Regions from separate parts of the Mus musculus genome. Here region 1 is linked to region 2. A link is a contact called in public Hi-C data. All regions are on one chromosome and are shown on one strand. Each heading gives the region's core, a stretch centred on a gene start, on an enhancer-like site or on the middle of the called end of the contact. The rest is flanking DNA. Distances are from core to core; before and after follow the strand shown. Region 1 overlaps Sfxn5 (sideroflexin 5). Region 2 holds the start of Emx1 (empty spiracles homeobox 1).

Region 1 (5,791 bases), core at 1,196-3,695, 44 kb after region 2:
GGCCAGCGGCAGGGCCAGGCCGAAGGCTGCCAGGCACACGAGGCTATGCACAGGTAGGAGTAGCCGCGGGCGTGCTTGCAAGAGAGCTGTCCTGTGGAGAGAAGGAAGGCCACATGAAGTATATAGCCTAGGCTGGCTGGCCATGAGCTGCCAAGCTGGGCCCCACGCTCGGTGTATATCTAGCCTAGTAAAAAAGTGGGCACTGTCTTTGGGGCTTCTGTTAGTTACCACTGCTTTCCCTACACATGGCTATGAAGGACAGTAGTGGACCCAGCCAGGAGCCTTCAGCTACATGTCATGATTCTTAGAGTGGACCACCCATCTACAATGTGTCTAGCCCCTGTACATGGTGATGGGTGGACAGAAAGTGACTGTCATCCCTGGCTACTAAAGAAACACACACGTATGAGAGGTATCCTTTAGATATACTAAACAGCAGGAAAACCCCAGTATGTGCCATCCAGAAAGTAGACACCAAATACACTTAGGTACACATACATACACACACATGTGCATGTACAAACATATACATGTGACCAGGGATATGCAGTCCTGTCCTGTGCATGAAAAATGAAGACATCCCACTGACTACCACTTCTATCCAAGGGCCATGGGGTGGGCAGACATGACCATGGGTAATTCTGCAGGCAGCTGCCTGGACTCTAATACCCTGTGTGGCTATCACCATAGCTGTTCCTGGCTCCTGACTTCAGGACCTTTTGACAGCTACACCTCCCTGCATGATGTAGTTATCATACACTCCCTATGGCAGGTTTGGGGGAAGGATTCCATGGGCTGAGTTTGAATGACTTCCTGGGACTGAGGTAGGCCACCCTAGCTGACAAGTACCTATTCACAACACTTACAGAAATGGTCATTTGTCAGGATCTATGGCATTCTGCCCCTGGAGAGTGGATAATGCCAGCAGAACTGAATACCTGGATCATCTGCTAAAGATGTTAGATGGGCCCTAAACCCGACCTCAGTGGCCACAGCAGCCTCACAGGGCCGGCCTGTGGAGTACATTACAACAGGAGCTCTTACTCGACCCCCCCCCCCGCCCCCCCCCCAGCAGGTCTGGCTCCAGTCATAGAGGAGAGGCCCTTGCTGTACACAGTCTAGATCTTATGTGTCTGCAAGCTGCCATACATTAAAGGTTTAGATCATGTTGGGAGATGGCAGAAGCTAAGAGCTAGGGTCCAGTGGGTGGTCTCAGTTCACTGAGGTGGGGTGCCCTTCAGGGACATAAGGGAAGTCCAGTCCCTCTCCTACTACATTTCCCACTACATAAAGGAGCCAGCTTTGCTCCGCTCCTATGCACACCACGTTGGCCTGATGCCCCAGGGCTAAGGCTAGATGACAGGTGAAACCATCTGAAACCGAGGGTTTTCTACCAATCTCAGATGTTTATCCGAATGAGGGAAGACTGACCAATCCATCCCTCTGTGGTCAGGATCCCAAGGATGGGAGTAAGCAAACCCTCACTCACTTTTACCTTCTGGGGCAAACTCAAGAACACCTGCCCCCTCAGCAAACAGTGTGGTTGAGAGTAGCAGTTCTCAGACTTGCAGTGCACCCTGGAATGGTCTAGTTAAAAGTGGCTCCTGATTCCCTGGGACCCTCCTTCTGCTGGCATTAGACCCAGGAACTGGCATTCATGAGTCTCCAGATCGCACCTCTGAGAGGTGCTGCCTTTCATGTTCTCAGTCAGGTGTTAACCAAGACCCAACTGCTTATCAGTTCTGAGCAAATCCAAAGGTCAGCCAGCTCGGCAGCAGGTAAGTGTACATCATCTCTGCCGCTGCCACTGCTACCTGCATGAAGGATAGGAAATCCTGCCAGTAGAATTGTTCTCCTGCCCTTCTTGGCTGGCCCAGACCCCATGCTCTGTGTGAATGCTGGATAAAGCCTAGGTTGAGTAACTGGGGATTGGGGTAAGGGCTCTCCCAAGAAATAAGAGGAACAAGACAAAGGATGCCAAAATCAAGCTCAGCCCCAAGAGAAGTGGCACCCCATTATCCTTCTAGTTTAGGCTTCCTGGGGTGTCACATAGAGGTTGGAATGAGGCCAAGATCATCTCTGATCATCTTCTCATGCCTAGGACTTAGGGCTGTCTTTCTTGCCCTGTGACAGTTCTCCAAGAGTATAGAGTTCCTGGAGGCACATCCCTGAGGGTCACCTAGGGCAGGGAAGGGTGACAGATCCTCTGGGACTTCCTGGAAGTAACACTGGACAAACTCCCATCCATGGGCATGACCTTGACTCCTCAGGGAGGCAGGCTGAAGTCCCTTATCCGCAGGTGCGCAGGTGGGTCCAGGGAGCCCCAGGGGTGCAACCTTTGGGAAGCCTGAGGAGTCTAGTCCAGAGCCCCCAAGAGGGAACACAGCAGTATGGGGGGAGGGGAGAAGAGGGAAATGGCAGGCAGGGATTGGAAAGGCAGCTGGGGGAGTTAAAATATGCAGATGGAGAGATGTGCGAATGCCTGGAGAAAGGGAAGACCCGGATCACAGGCAGGGAAGGAGCTGGGGAGTGGACTCAGGGATCTACCATGAGTGGGGCCCGGACCTCCACACAGCTTCCACCACCCACGTTCACTCTTCCAGTATATCCTGAGCCAGGGTTGCAAGGCTTGGGGAGCCTTTCTGTCCCTACACTGACACCTGCCTCCGTGCTGATGAACTGAATCTGGGGGCCTCCCAGTCAGTGCTGGATCTGAACTCAGCTTCCTGGATGGTAGGGTCTACAGGGAAGGTGTGGAATATGAGGTTGGGGGGGGGCACTTCCAGCATAGGTGGTGGTCTCATACTTCTTTTGGTCTCAATGGCAAGGACAATGGGGCACACAGAGTCTCTTTCCACCTCTGTCTAATCCTAGCTGGAGGCCCAGAATCAAGACCCCAGTGCTCCTGCCGGAGAGGATAGATAGACTGAGGCCAGAGGCAAGCCAGGCTGCTGCCACACAACAGCTGGTCCCCCCCCAGTGCTGTGCATTCCTTCAGCACTTACAGCGCAGCCCTACTTTGCGCTCCATTAATTTGCAAGTCAGCTGCTTTGTAAGTGTGCCTTTGTCTATTCTCCCTGGCTGTCCAGACTTCCTCACCCAACCTGGCTCGGGAGGGTGGGGGCTGCCCCCTCTCATTAGCCCTGAAACTCTGCACCCAAGAACTCTGGACAGCACAGCTGCCTGTCCTGCATCAAAGGGAGATGTTGGAGTGGTGAAAAATGCCAAGCCTGGAAGAGCAGGAAGGGCAGTGTCCTCATTTTCGGTGGGAAACTGAGGCTGGAAGAACGAACGTCCCTACTAGGAGCCTCAGCGGGCTCTGCTCCAGTGCCTGCCTCTCCTGCCATCCAGTCCTGGTGGTTTTACAGTGGGCATGAGATTAATAAGTCTTTGAGTGTACAACTGAGTCTCATCCACCTTAACATTCCTGAGGGAACTGGAACTAGACTCTTCTCCCTCAAAATCATCCCAGGAGCCCCAGGAAAGGACCAACTATTTAGTAGGCTGTGTGGAGCCCTGACTACTGACTTCTCATTTCCCAAGCCCACGGCTTCCTCCAGGGTGAGCCAGGCCCTGTAGCACTCCTGACTCCCCTTAGTCTGGGGAGGGTTCAAAGTCAAAATAATCTCCACCCCACCTCCTATAACTCCTAAAATAAACTTTAAGCCCACAGAGCAATGGCATGCTGACCCTCCTTCAACTTTTTGCCAACTCAGTTCCTATGCAAACTGGGAAGGCACTGCAGGTCATGCTCCTCTCCAGCAGATCCATGCTGAAGGTCGGGCCTCTGGCTGGCCTTGGTTGAGCCAGGCTTCTCCCCACTCCTGGGTGTAGTTTTGAGGGACCTGGAAACTGCACTGGCTGCTGGCTGCTGGCTGCCGGCTGCTTCAGGGAGGAGGGTTGGAGCTTCAGCTGTGCTCCTGCTGTCTGCAGTGGATTTGCCTACTTTATCCCAGCAAGCCAAATTCTCTTGGGCCATAAAACCTGCCGTAGCCAAGGGCTTCTGGATCCCCCAGCTGCTTCTGGATCCCAGCGTGGGGAGATGAGACTGCATTCTCCCTCAGCAGCTCTCCGAGCCTTGTGGGACAAGTTTGCAGGAGTCCTAGGCTTCCCCAGCTCCGCTGCCCTTTGATGCCTGTGTATGTGTATATAAGAAGACTTCTCTGCCTGAGCTGCCAGGTGAGGGCTCTGTCCTACCAGGCTTGCACAAGTGACAGGTGACTAACCAGTTTTCAATGAGCACAGGCTCCCCACCCTCCACCCCACCCCCACCCCCACGGCAGAAAGCCACACCCTCTTCACCTGGCCCTGGTCTGCATATCTGTCCTGAGACTCACAGGAGAGGGCTACACCAAGACCAGATAAACAAAGAACTGCCCTCTTCAAATCTATAATTTGCTGTTGTTTATTTGTTGTCAGTTCCCATGCTAAATTTGTTTTTTTCCCTTCTCTTCTCTTCCCTTCCCTTTTTTCTTAAACTGCTTTCAAAACAGGGTTTCAGGTTTTAGCCCAAGCTGGAACTTACTATGTAGCCCAGACTACTTTCAAAGACATGGCAATCCTGCTTCATCTGTCTGAGTTCTGGGCCACTATACCTGTCCCAGATTAATCGTGTTTAATCTCAATGCTCAGATACAAAGGCTCTGCCCATTTCTGGGATTGAAGGGTCTCTCCTGTGGGTGCCCAGGACCTTTGTCTATTTGTCCCAATGGGCAGGCTTTCCTTTAAGCATACTGGATCCCAGAGGGTCCCCACAAGAGGGAGGGGCGTCTACCTGCTTATCAGCACGTGCACATACCAACCAGGCTTTACCCAGGCCCCTTCCCTGCCCCTCCCCAGGCCTCCCAGGCCTCCGTAGGCAGGTGGACCCTGGTTCTTCCTTCTCTGTTCAACCATTTCCCAGCTCTACCAGGTTTCACCCTCCTATTACACACTCACCAATAAATAAGTAGGTGGTGGCACACGCCTACAGTCCCAGCACTCAGAAGGCAGAGGCAGGAGGATCTCTGAGTCCAAGCCCAGCCTGGTCTACAGGGCTTTCTTTATGTGTGCTAATAATAGGAGCCCTCTTTTATTAGCATTGTGGTACCCCCCTTATGGACAGTGACATAACAAATAGTTGTGGTTTGTCCTCTGAGGGAGCCAGGGAGATCATTATTATTCCACTTTTGCTTTATTACAATTAATTAATTTTTAAAAAGACATGTGGCCCGAGACTCATTATGTAGTCTAGGTTGGTCTTAAACTCACAGAGATCCGCATGCTTCTCCCCCGAGGGCTTGGGTTTACATTCACAGGGTCACACAGACTCTGACCCAAACCGCCAGCTACCCTGTCCCTCCACCAGGGCAGAGCCATGCTTTTCCATGGGTGACCCGGCAGCATTGAGCACCAGCCAACTGCCTGGGAAAAGTCATGAGTTTCAACACCGCTGTCCAGTACAGCAGGAGACAGAGGAGGTGCCTCCCACCCCCAGCAGCACAACAGGTAGGGACCATGGCTCCCCACCCAGCATCTCCCCCATACCCACAGCCTGACTTACTTCTCCAGCATGGACATGACGATTGGAGGAAGCACCAGAATGGGCATAGGCAGAACCACACGTGTCAGAGCTGTCTCCAGCAGGGCCTGCGGATGGGGACAGGCTGGGGTGAGTGGAGAGCATCCGCGAGGGAAGCAAATCCCACCCCAAGTGTGAGGTGTGTGCACTGCTGCTCAGCACATCTGGCAGCCTGGGCTCGCTCACAGCAGTGCTCACAGAGCTGGATTCCAGACAACAGAATACACTGCT
Region 2 (5,923 bases), core at 556-3,055:
CGGGGGTCGGAATGGTACAGGCTTGCGGGGGCTTTTCGGAGCAGTGGAGTGGAAAATAGACTTTAACCCGCTTTGTAGCAGCGAGGGCGCCCCGAGCGCTTCTCCAGACCAAGGCTCCGGGCATTTCGGCGGGCCGCTGCAAGACCTGGCCTGGAGTCCCCATAGTTGTAGGGGGTGTAGACCCCACTGCCCTTCGGGGTTCTGGAGGCCCAGCTAGGAGGTAAGCGTTTGGGTTTTGCTGTGGCCAGTTGGACTCACCAGGGCAGCGTCAAAAAAGGAAAATTATCTTCGCCCTCCTCCTCTCCCGCCATATGCGACCAAGGACTGACTGGGTCTGGACCTCCTAACCAAGAGACCCCTTAGGCCACAGTACCCTGGAAGGTTGGGGTAGATAGATTACAGAGTACAGGTTCTAATGGTCAACCGCCTTCTTGCCCTCCGGACTTAGTGCCTGCATTGGAAACTAACTTGAGCAGATTGGGACACTGGCCCGCGGTCGCAGGTCGCAGGTCACACGTCCAAGAAGCTAGGATGCCACTCCCCTCCCCCCAAGGACCACTGGCCTGTCCTCTGGAGAACCACGCGAACAGCAAGGCCAGCTCCAATTTAGAATGCAGTGACCCAAAGACCCCATTTTGGCCTTGTCGTCCAATACTGACGCCCAAGGAAAGGAAATCACTCTGAGCTTAAGCCCCGTGGTCCAGTGGGAGATGGTCGCAGCGCGAGGGAGGGAGGGGGAAGGCTGGCAAAACCGCTGCATTGGAACCCTTGCGAACTGCCGCGGGAGAGCTGCGGAGTGATGGGTTATGTCGCTCCTCCCCGGACAGTGCGAACCTGGCCCCTGAGAAAAGAATGCATATCCTGTTTGAAGCACTGTTCCCCAAATCCATAAAAATGTGAAATTTCAGAAACATAACCGCAGCTTCAGAAAACAGCTCCGGAGGCTGATGGTGGGTGAGGGGAGAGCTCTCTTAGGTTAGGCGAACGTAGACCAGGTTCTCTGGAGAATCTAGGCTGGACCCCAAACACCCATCCTAAGCTTGTATCCAAGTTCTCTAAGAACTGAAACGACATCCCAGGGCGAAGGGAGGGGGTTCAACTGAGGTACGTGCTTGAAGAGGGTTTGGTATATTTCCTCAAGCCCAGGCTTTGTAGATGTCCCCCTCAGAGCAGAGTGTGGCGGAGGCTAAAGGACCAAGTCAGAAAATCAAGATGCAGAGTGGAGGGTAGGAGGAGGACACTAGATCAAGCACCAATGCTCCAGTCCGGCTTTTGCCTCCGACTGGGGACCGTATTCCCCCACCCGCCATCCATCGCCCCGCCCCGCCCCGCCCCCCACCTTGGGGCAGGTGAGCGGTGGCCAATGGGGGAGCGCGGGGCAGGTGCCCGCTAACTCTCTCCTCGCAGAGCTGCAGCCCAGGCCTGGCCCGGCAGAGCTAGAAAGATCACGGGCGGTGGTCGGTCACAGCTTGATTAGTAAGGGAGAGATCCAGGAGGACCGCTGAAGCGGCTCTCAGTAGCACAGGCAGCCCGCGCCCGGGCGTTTGAGAGGAGCTGCCTGCTGGGCCGCGGGGACCACGCTCCAGGCGGTGCGCAGTGGCCCAACTCGGTGTTAGGGCTCTCGCACGCCCCTCGCCGCCCCGCTCCTGGCTGGTCCGCAAGGGCCGAGCGCGGGCGGGTGGGCGGGCGGGGGAGGTGAAGGGTGCGGGCGTGAGTGCATGTGCCAGGCTTGGTGCACACCCCGCACGGCGGCAGCGCCGGGGCACCGAGCGTTCCCCAGAGCCCCGCTACCTCACTCCGCTTCGGCGGCCGCGACGATGTTCCAGCCCGCGGCTAAGCGGGGTTTCACCATAGAGTCCTTGGTGGCCAAGGATGGTGGCACCGGCGGGAGTCCTGGCAGCGGGGGCGCGGGCTCCCATCCACTGGCTGTGGCCGCATCAGAGGAACCGCTCAGGCCCACGGCGCTCAACTATCCTCACCCCAGTGCGGCCGAGACGGCCTTCGTGAGTGGCTTCCCTGCCGCTGCCGCTGCGGGCGCCGGCCGCTCGCTCTATGGAGGGCCGGAGCTGGTGTTCCCAGAGGCCATGAACCACCCGGCTCTGACGGTGCACCCGGCACACCAGCTGGGCTCCTCCTCGCTGCAACCCCCTCACTCTTTCTTCAGCGCCCAGCATCGGGACCCTCTCCACTTCTACCCCTGGGTGCTTCGGAATCGCTTCTTTGGCCACCGCTTCCAGGGTGAGTGTCCATGCCGTGTTCGTGACCCGGGGATGCGGGGGGAGGCTAGGCGCGGCGGCGGGGATGTTCAGAAGTTGTGGGGGGACAAGGCTTAGGGATCAGCCTGGACTGTGCGCAGGCGATTAGCCTGTGGTCTGCTGCGTTGGTCTCCCACCCAAGAAGTGAGGTTGGGACCGCCACGCTTTTCAAGGAATAAAGCCAATTGGAATAGAAGGCCGAGAGCATCCTAGGAGCTTTTTCAGACCCTCCAGTGGCCAACCTTAATCTCCTTTCCGACTAAACCAGTCCCAACCCTGAAATGCTGGCCCTCTGCCCTTCCCGCGCCAGAGCTCTGAGCTGTGACCATACTTCGCTCTTTTGGTCACCACTACTCTTGGCGCGTCGGGGCAGGGGAAAGTCCACCTGCATTCGCTGGCTCTGTGAGAAGCAGGGCAGCGTGGTGCGTTCACTCGGATTTCTTGGGACGTTTCTCAGCAACCTTGGCCAGACTTTTCCCAGTTACATGTGCCCTCTCCGACCCAAAGTGGAAAAGGCTTGCGAAAACAAACCGGCTTTCTTCACCACTGACCTCCTCCAGGAGCCCACCCGGTTGCTAGAGCTCAGGACAGTCCTCTTGAGAGGGGTAGTGGCAGAGGAGGGCTTTTAAGGTCATATCTAGTCTTACCCCACCCCGTCTGCAGCCGCATCTGGTTTGCTAATTAAGACCCCTCCAAAAGCTTTAAACACGCACAAACACACACACACACACACACACACACACACACACACACACACACACACCAGTTATCTGACTTTCCTAAAGAGAGAGAGAGAGAGAGAGAGAGAGAGAGAGAGAGAGAGAGAGAGAGAGAGTTGTGTCCAGTGCAGATAATTTTCTTCCTTGGATGTGCAGTTTTCTTTTCTTTCATTAAAAGAAAATTTTGGCCTTGATTCCTATAGCAATTGCTTAGTTCCCACTTTGATATAGACTTTATTTACAGGTAAATTTAGCGTTTCATAAAACAGCAGCTCCAGGAGCTACACTGACATTGAGCCAGAGCTACGCGGCCAAAGAGAATCTGATATGTGATACAATTATTTATATGATAAAAGGAAAAATGTCTTGAATCTTTAGCTATAGTCGCTTGACTGACTTGGAGAAGGCTATTTAGAGAGGGCCCGATTTATCAATGACCCCCGCTCTTCCCTGGCCACTACATACAGAAATTCCCGTGGATCCAATAGTGTGGTTACTTCGGCGCCTATGTTTGTGGGTATATTTTTCTCCTCAAAAAGTGTGCGCAGGCGGGAGCGGAAAAGCCTAAGGTATTAGCTGCTTTAGGTAACATTTCCCGTCACTTAACACCAATGCTTACTACTAAAATGAGGTTTTATTCTAATTTAGCCAACTACCCGCGTCCCCCCTCCGGGGGAGGGGGGCTCTATCTTCAGCTTCGCGCCCACTGGCGGAATTTTGATTATTCCAGGATGTGAGCCCACGGCTCAAGGGACCTGGAACCCTTGGTGAAGGATCCGGGACCCTGGAAGACAGGGTGCTAAGGGCTCCTAGCCTAGTCCAGTGCCTCAGCACACTCAAGATGCTTCCTGGATGGGGCTTTTTCGGCCCTTAGTCCAGAATCTCGGAATCTCACGTTTTTCTCTCCACCTTTCACACCTCTGGCCCCGCGCGCTGATCCCGCTCGCCCGAGGCTGGATGTGCCTTTTGAGAGAGATCAGCTCTCGGGCTCCGAGCATCCTCAGCCAAGCGAGGCCAGTATATCCTCCGCAAAACCCTCCAGGAAATTTCCGCTGCTCTCTGAGCCATCGGTCCCAGCGGATACGTTGTGGAGTTACACAAACGGTGGGCTTTTTCTCTCCAGAACCGCGTCTCGACGCGGGGAAGGATCTGAGTGTGACCGCGCTTGCGAACTCGGAAGTCCAATGGGTGCTGATCAACCCTTTCCAACTCCGAAGTGCCATGGCCCTGCAGCCTGCAGACCGGCGACGCTGCCTCTTCCAGATTCCACTGGGTCTCCGGGCTAAGAACCCAGCAGTCCCAGGCCCTCCGGCGCCGTGTTTTCTGGAGAACCGGGTCTCCGCGATGCTCACTTCAGTCCCGTTTTGGTGCAAGAAACGAAACCCTACAAGAACGAAACGGAACCGGCTTACGCGTTCTGTGCGCAGCGCTCCCGGGCAACACGAGCGGGTAGCGCCTGGAAGCCGCTTCTCCCCTAAGCAAAGAGGAAAAGCTGGGGTGCACGGTCGGGACCTCCGAACTGGGGGCCAAACGGGAAGAACCCGCGAAGATTAAGCGAGGTTGGCGTCGTTTTGGTGATATTTCCCAGGGATCAAGAACTTTTTGAATTGGAAAGCTACGACTGAAGGGGACTAAAGGAGACTCAGCCCTACCAATCCTGCTGCGGTTGTGGGCACTCGCTTCAAAGGCCGCCTTTGTTCAGTCAGGAGGAAGAGGGAAGGGGCTATCTCCGTTTTACTGTTGACCGCTCCAGGTTCTAGCTCCGAGCAATTCCTCCGGGGCACCAGGCTCCAAGTCTGTAGCTAATGGGGCCTCTCCATCTAGGACTGCAGCCCCAGCCCAGGGAGCTTCGGATTCTTGCTCCCGCTTTCCGCTGCCTGGTTCCTAGTATCTCCGCTGCTAGCTCCCAGCCATCAGCCTTGCAGCGGCCTGGAGAGAGAGAATGTAGGAATTTTCACATCCTAACTCCTAATTCCAGCGAACGATGGGGGTCATGTTCCTTTCCTAAGGGTGTCTAAAACGGACACCTTTTCTCACGGCCCGAAATTACTTCACACAGGCTGCACCTCAGCCTCAAGCTTGGTCCGTCCTGTGGCTCAGCCAGAAACTGTAGGGAGAGATGGACCCTTTCCCATAGGTCAAAAAGAGAGGCGTCCAGTACAGATACCTCGACACCCCTGTCCTTACACTGATCAATATCATCGGATGTTTGTTTTTGCACTAAACATCATCTTTCTCACTGGGAAAGGCTTTGGTGTTTTGTTCTTTTAATTAAATAACTTGTCATCGTTTATCAGTATTTTGGATAATTTTGTAGCCTCGAGCTTCTTTCGTGCTTGGGTCAAGAAGACCCTATGATTCAACACATGCATGTGAACACACACTGGGGCACATGCTAACCACTACAGCAGGACATTCCTTCCCCCAACTAAGCAAGATTGGGGAGTGGAGTCAAAGAAGCTTTGGGTCAGGAAAGAGCTAGTTCAGGCTATCCTCAACCTATGGGGCTTAAACAGACAGGAAGGGCTTTCCTCCACTATACAGGTGACTGAGGCTCCCAGCACCTCTCGACAGCCACTACAGAACACTGCAGCAGAGCCCAGTCTTGCTTTCTCCGCTCTCACTTCCCTGCACACCGCTGCATCCCACTCACTCAGACCTGCATGGCCCTCTACACTGCGACCTCACTGCTGTATAGGGTAGGCCAGACAACTGAGCAACTGGGACCAAAGCTCACGAATGCTGAGATAGAAAGGCCTCTCCCTACAACCTCTTCTCTGGCTCATCTGTCCAGAGGAACCCCCTCCCCCTTTGGAGTTTTACCTGGACTCTGAACAATGTGGGCTTTCAAAGCAATTTATTCAATAAAGGCTTCTCATCCGATTCTCTCCCCTCCCCTGGACTTCCAGACTGGTCTTCACGCAAGGCTTTGAGTCTTCTTAGTCACTC

What was found. Hi-C and Micro-C count contacts between places; a contact is called where the count stands out from the background.
Region 1: a contact with region 2 is called in a Hi-C map of differentiating embryonic stem cells, with 7 times the contacts expected there. The contact joins the enhancer-like site here to the promoter of Emx1 in region 2. A contact is called at or near these places in 10 of 39 promoter capture datasets (the 3T3-L1 cell line, the C10 cell line, cranial neural crest and 4 more), 2 of 15 datasets of contacts at CTCF or cohesin (embryonic stem cells and stem cell-derived epiblast-like cells), 37 of 484 Hi-C or Micro-C datasets (ECoMG myeloid progenitors, bone marrow-derived macrophages, cerebral cortex and 13 more), 20 of 115 datasets of contacts at active chromatin or transcription factors (craniofacial prominence, embryonic forebrain, embryonic midbrain and 7 more) and 4 of 9 other capture datasets (adipose tissue, embryonic stem cells, liver and 1 more).

What each region holds. Positions count from the first base shown.
Region 1 is chr6:85,229,221-85,235,011 of GRCm38.p6, forward strand. Sfxn5 (sideroflexin 5) reads right to left here. Exons shown (of 14, transcript NM_178639.4): 12 at 5,543-5,628; 13 at 1-91. Among named protein-coding and RNA genes, the nearest start is that of Emx1, 44 kb to the left of the region's middle. Within about 2 kb of position 2,446, at least 7 of the 459 cell types and tissues checked have an H3K27ac peak or open chromatin away from gene starts, as enhancers often do. A contact at or near this core is called in differentiating embryonic stem cells, where this site is marked.
Region 2 is chr6:85,186,126-85,192,048 of GRCm38.p6, forward strand. It overlaps Emx1 (empty spiracles homeobox 1), which reads left to right and starts at 1,806. Exons shown (of 3, transcript NM_010131.2): 1 at 1,806-2,238. The coding sequence starts at 1,818.